Linked DNA regions of Oryctolagus cuniculus: region 2 is linked to region 1. A link is a contact called in public Hi-C data. All regions are on one chromosome and are shown on one strand. Each heading gives the region's core, a stretch centred on a gene start, on an enhancer-like site or on the middle of the called end of the contact. The rest is flanking DNA. Distances are from core to core; before and after follow the strand shown. Region 1 holds the start of CAMK1G (calcium/calmodulin dependent protein kinase IG). Region 2 overlaps LAMB3 (laminin subunit beta 3).

The links. A called contact is a pair of places that touch in the nucleus more often than the background predicts.
Region 2: a Hi-C map of liver shows a contact between it and region 1, with 5 times the contacts expected there. The contact joins the enhancer-like site here to the promoter of CAMK1G in region 1. A contact is called at or near these places in 4 of 6 Hi-C or Micro-C datasets (ear pinna, liver, psoas muscle and 1 more).

Annotation. Positions count from the first base shown.
Region 1 is chr13:24,427,213-24,430,081 of mOryCun1.1, reverse strand. CAMK1G (calcium/calmodulin dependent protein kinase IG) reads right to left here and starts at 1,493. Exons shown (of 14, transcript XM_051820531.2): 1 at 1,249-1,493.
Region 2 is chr13:24,464,751-24,467,494 of mOryCun1.1, reverse strand. It overlaps LAMB3 (laminin subunit beta 3), which reads left to right. Exons shown (of 23, transcript NM_001329071.1): 18 at 309-453. Among named protein-coding and RNA genes, the nearest start is that of LAMB3, 31 kb to the left of the region's middle. Within about 2 kb of position 1,469, at least 1 of the 8 cell types and tissues checked has an H3K27ac peak or open chromatin away from gene starts, as enhancers often do.

The sequences.
Region 1 (2,869 bases), core at 244-2,743:
TCAAATGGGTAGCCCCAGTCATCAGCTTTGCAACTTGGCAACTGAGCAAGCTCTCTGAGCCTCAGTGGTCTGGCACCCCCGCCCACCTGCCTGGATGGTCCTCCAGGTTGATTAATCAAGAGCAGACGGGAAGCTGTCGAGCGTGAGCCCTGTATCCGCTATTACTAAGCACTTTGTGTTCTGGCCTGTTTCTGATGTGGGTCTCATTTTTAGCCCTGGGTAAGCAGGGTCAGTAGGAAGAGACAGCTGGTTGTGTCTCTGGCCCCTCATCTGGAAGCGATGATCTCCTTACCCAAGACCGAACCAGCTGGCCTCTCTTGACCCTGCTCAGACATTTCCTCATGATCAATTTCTCTGGCTCCGGAGTAAAAGGCTGGCCAGCCACGCACTGCAGCCAGATCAGCGCCAGCCCTGGCAGCTGCCTCTGCCTCTGGGAGCTGCAGGGTTAATGTTTGTGCGTCAAAGTTACGTGGAGAGAAGGGGCCACGGTGTGGATGGGGGTGGAAGTGGAGGTGGTGGTGAGTCCAGACCTCCTTGCAAGCATCTTTTCCTGCGAACTGAACCAGGGAAGTTGGAAGGCAGGAGGGAGATAGACGCGCCCCTGGGGAAGGTGAAGGAGCAGTCTTGTGACTGACAGCAGTAGTGCACCCGCCAGTGTTGTGCATCCAGGACAGCACGGCCAGGAGGGCCCCAGGCAGATCCTCCTCCCAGGGCTTTGCAGAGCCTCGGGCTATTTACAAACCTTCCTTTTAGCCTGTGGAGTCTCCAGCCTCTCCCAGCAGGAGACGGGCAGAGCGGGAATCTCCCCACTAGTCTGGTGGATCAGAGAGGTTAAGAGCTGAAGGTTGAGCAGGAAGGAGGGGAGCCGGAGAGCTGGAGGTCCTGACACCCCGCAGAGCCCGGGGGTTGTCCCGAATACTCAGGCATTGCAGGAGGGACTTGGGTGTCCTGCTCCCCTTCCCCTGCCCACAAGTGCAAAACAGTTCCCACTGGAGCCAGCCTAGGGTTGATGGTCACAGGGCTCCCCAGGAACGACCCCTCCAGCCAGACCCCCACGCAGACGTATTTTCCAAAGCTGCTGCAACTTACCCTTGACACCAGCGAGTCGGAGCCCACTGGAACTGGGGCTGAAATCAATGCCCAAGTTGCTCCCCAAAGTGGCTCCCCAAATTCACTCCCCAGGTGCCGCGCCTCCCACTCAGCAAGGAGCCCCCTCCCCAGTGCCCAGAAAGAAGCGGGTTCTCTTACCGGAGGAGGTCGCGGGGACTCCCGAAGAATCCTGCTCAGGGCTCCGACACCCCAGCTCCTACAGGTCTGTAAGGATTAGCTGCTCCAGTGCTTAACAATAAACCCAATTAAAGGGGAGGAATGCAGGGGTTTTCTTTCCCAGGACCGTAACCAGGCAGCCTTAAAGGGGAGTGAAAGTAGCTAGGAGGGCTGGCATCTCTCCTTCCTCTCCTGTACTCTGCTCTCCCTCCCTCCAGAGAGCAGTATCCAATCTGATCAGGAAAAACGCCATGCCAAAGGTCCCTTGTGTGCATGCCTGGTGTGTGTGTGTGTGTGTGTGTGTGCGTGTAATTGTGTTTGCGTTGATGTGTGTGATAGAAAGACGGAGAGAGGAGGAATGCAGAAGGAAAAACAGAACATCAAATTATAGTTTTCCACTGGCCTGAATGGGTGGTAACAGAGAATCAGAGCAGCTTTCTAGGATGGTCTGCCTCAGTTTCCCTTTTAACCACTCAGTTGCTGGAGTCGGGTCTAAACCACACCCTACTACCAGAGCCACAGGATATCTACGTTGGCTGCCATGGAGAGACTGAATGAAGACCCTCCGTGTCCACCCCACCGGTCGTCTCTTACAGGATGGGAGAGAAGTCCGCAGATGCCCACCCAGGGCCTGTAGGTTGAGCGTTGGACTCTCTGCCTTCTGCTCCCAGCTTGTTCCTTCTCGACTCTACCCTTAACGTTAACATCTGCTCACAGGGTCAACCCATCTGGGTGATTTTCCTTGACCTCAACATCTAAATGGCCTCTTTCAGCCATCAACAAGCCTGGGCAGGTTGGAGCTTCCTGCACCCCACCTTCCTCCTGGGTTTCCCAGCCAGGTTGCCGGGCTGCCACCTTCCCCACCACCCAGGTTAGAAACCCCTAACTGTGTTTTCTTCGTCTGTGCCATCTCCTCCATTGGATTCCACATCCGGTCAGCTGTTGCACAGTCACTAGTTCCTTTGAACTAGCTTTTAGATTGTGTCGTGTGTGTGTGTGTGTGTGTGCATAATAAAAACCTCGCTCATACGGGTCAGCAATAAGAACCACACTAAAAGGCCTGCATTGAGTTCTATCTATTCCACCCCCTCATTTGCCCTTGGCCCCTGGCCTTGCCATCTATAGGTGGCCGCTTTTATTAGCCTCCTGTCTATGAGATTTCTTTGTGTGGATGAAAACAAATATCTACTTACCTACCTGTCTGTCACCCGTCTATTCCACTTTCTTACACAAAAGGCATAAAGTAAATGCTCCTGTTCTTGTATTTCCATCTCTACAGCCTTATTCCAGACCTCCTCCTCTCTCCCAGGCACTGTTGGTGTGGGAGGGGCTCCAACTGGTCCCTGGGTTGGATGGTATTGTAGGGTCCTGAAAAGTGGCTCCGGAAGAGACTTCTAGATGGAACACTGGACTCTTTTGTTGACTGGATGTGTGGCCTTGGGCAAGTGGCTTAGCCTTTCTGTGCCTCAGTTTTCTCATCTGTGAAATGGGATGATTCTGCACTCATGTCATACACTAGCAGAGTGAACCGAGACGGAGTGAGGTTGATCAAAGCCACGACTGGCATGCGGAAAGCACCACACCTGTGAGCTATGGCAACCTC
Region 2 (2,744 bases), core at 220-2,719, 37 kb before region 1:
GGCAGAGGCCGGGCAGGCAGGGCTAGGGGGAGGACAGAGGACAGAGCCCTGGGAGGCTGAGAGTTCCCCATTCAGAGCCATGGGGCTGGAGCCCAGAGATGTGGGGCTCACCCTAGACCCCACAGCACGTGTGCGAGAGCGCCTATAGCCGATGTTTTGTGCTTTTTAGAAACCCGTCATCCACATAATTTCTTCTGGGCCACCCCAGGCTGGTTATAAGTGTTCTTGGGTCGTGGGGTGGAGAATGAGCTGCAGATACTTCAGGGGCTACTTCTGCCCCTGCTGACCTGCACCGCGTCTGTGAACAGATCAGGGCAGTGGAGGAAGCCACCTCGCAGGTGCAGTCAGATGTGCAGCGCCTGGAGACCCAGGTGAGCACCAGCCGCTCCCAGATGGAGGAAGACCTCAGACGTACCCGACTCCAGATCCAGCAGGTCCGGGACTTCCTCGCAGGTGAGCCTGGGCCCTCCCCACTTTGCTGCTCTAGCTCTGCCTGCCCCTCAATCCCACATCCAGGTCATCAGCCACCCGCCTCCTTTCCTCACCTCTGCACCTGCCACCACCCTGGCCCAGGTCCCATCACTGGTCAGGAGCATGGCCTTGCCTTCTCTGGCTCCCCCCAACTTTCTTCCTCTCCCTTATGATCCATCCCCATCCTTTCAAAGTCTGTAAATTAGATCACATCCCACTCTTGCCTAGAGTCCTCCAGTGGCTTCCCCTTGTTCTTGGATCAGCTCCCAATCTATCGTGGCCTGCAGAGTCTGGCCTCTGTCTCCTGGCTCTGACCTTGTACTCCTGTCCTCGCTGGCCGTCTTTGGAAACGTGAGCCCCTTGCCTGTTTCCAGGACATTCATTGCTCTTTCTCTGTCTGGGATGCTCTTTCGAGGGCTGATGCTTCTTGTGCTCCGGGCCTTGGCTTGAATATCAGCTCCAGGAGGCCTTTCTTGACCACCCGTGTGTGCGGTGGGCTCTTTCCCCTAGTTCTCCTCCAGTGTCTGCATTGCTCTGCTTAGACTCTCTGATGATCGACTCGGTTTCTCTATAAGTGCAAATATACTGTTTGTTCTCCAGCTAGACGGTAAAGGCCAAGAGGGCTGGGCTGGTGTCTGTCTCACTTGCGGCTGTCTCACCAGCACCTAGCACAGGGCCAGGCCCAGAAAGGCGTCTGACAGTGGTGGATGGAGTAAATGAACCAGGCCCGTCCTTGCTGCCCTGGGGAGTGAGACAGGGCCGTGCACTGGCAAGATCCCTGCACGGGACTCCGGGGCCTGCTGTGACTTCAGCCAGCCTGCTTTCCCCTTTGCCTCATCTTCCACTTGCAAATGGAGATGCTAGTATTTCACAACTTTATTTGGAGGCTCAAATAACTGATGTGAAATGTGGTTTGAAAAATTAAAGGTGCCTCCGGAATATGCGTTGATATTATTAGCTTCCTGGTCCCTGCCAGGGAATTTGCTTGGCTGGGAGCCCAGTTAATATGAGCTCAGGCTTAGTGTCATGGCAGGAGCTCTTCCTGCTACTGTCTTTGCCCCAAGCAGGGCAAAGCTCCCTCCTGAGTGCAGATGGCAGGTCGGGGAGAGGCACAAGGACCCATGGAGGTTTCATGACTTGCTTAAGGCCGTGAGACCCATGCTAGGGGAGAATATGGCTGAGGACACAGGGACGTGGCCAGGGTTTGGGGCTCAGACTCAAAGATGTGGGCACGGTGTTCCTGAGTCAACCCAGTGAGACTGATGGGCACTCATCCTGCCTTAACCTTGGCCAAGGCCCTGGCCTCGGGGGTGGGGGGGTGGTGGAGTTGTTATGAGGTCGCTCCCTCTGTGTGTGGCCAGCCCCCTTCTGTCCTCTCAGTTGTGTTGTGTGTCTTGTCGAGTCCTGAGATGGGTTCAAGGGCAGAGAGAAGGAGCAGGGTCTGAGGGAGGCCCGGCCCCGGGGGGACCCAGGACAGTTCGCACAGCTGCTGCGGCGGTGGGCTGTGGTCTCCGGAGTCCTGGTGCAGGGGGTGCTGGGTGCTGGCTGCTGCTGGGCACAGCATGGGGGCAAGAGCAACCCGGCTCTGGAGGAGACCCTGTCCTCCCCAGGGGTTCAAGTGGAGCTGACACGACGGAGAATTAAGGTTTGTGACGTTCTCACCAAGTGCCAGGTGTGCCTCTGAGTGCTTGTGTGTGTTACATTTTTGAATCCTGATTGCACGAGCCAAGTGCTGCTGTTAATTCCACTTCTGTTTTAAGGAATCTAGGCACAGAGAGCTTAAGCAGCCTGCCTAAGGGCACCAGCTTGGAGGTAGTGTGGCAGGAGTCAAGTCCAGTGGGCTCCCTCAGTTGTCCACACTCCCCCTTTGTGCACTCTGGTGTGGACCCACATGCACACATCCTCTGGGCTCCTCCTCCTTGGAAGTCTTGTCCTCTCTCTGGGTGATCTCTCCTGACCATCCTGCTCATCCTCTAACCATCCTTTCAGGCATCCTGGCCTCCAGGAAGCCCCCCGGGCCTGTCCGGCAGGGGTGGTGGCTGTGCCAGTGGCCACCTTAGCAGCTCTCTTGGGGTTACGCTTCCTGCTGATGAACCTGCCTCTCCCTGCCTCTCTCCATCTCATGCTCCGGGGGCAGGAACCGAGTCTCGCTGGCTTTGCAGTCTCCGCTGCTCCCAAGCTGGGGTCCAGAGCAGTAACCTCCTGCAGAGCCCACCCTGGGACGCAGAAGGCCATGAAGCTGGCGTCAGGCAGCCCCAGTCTGGGCTGCTAAA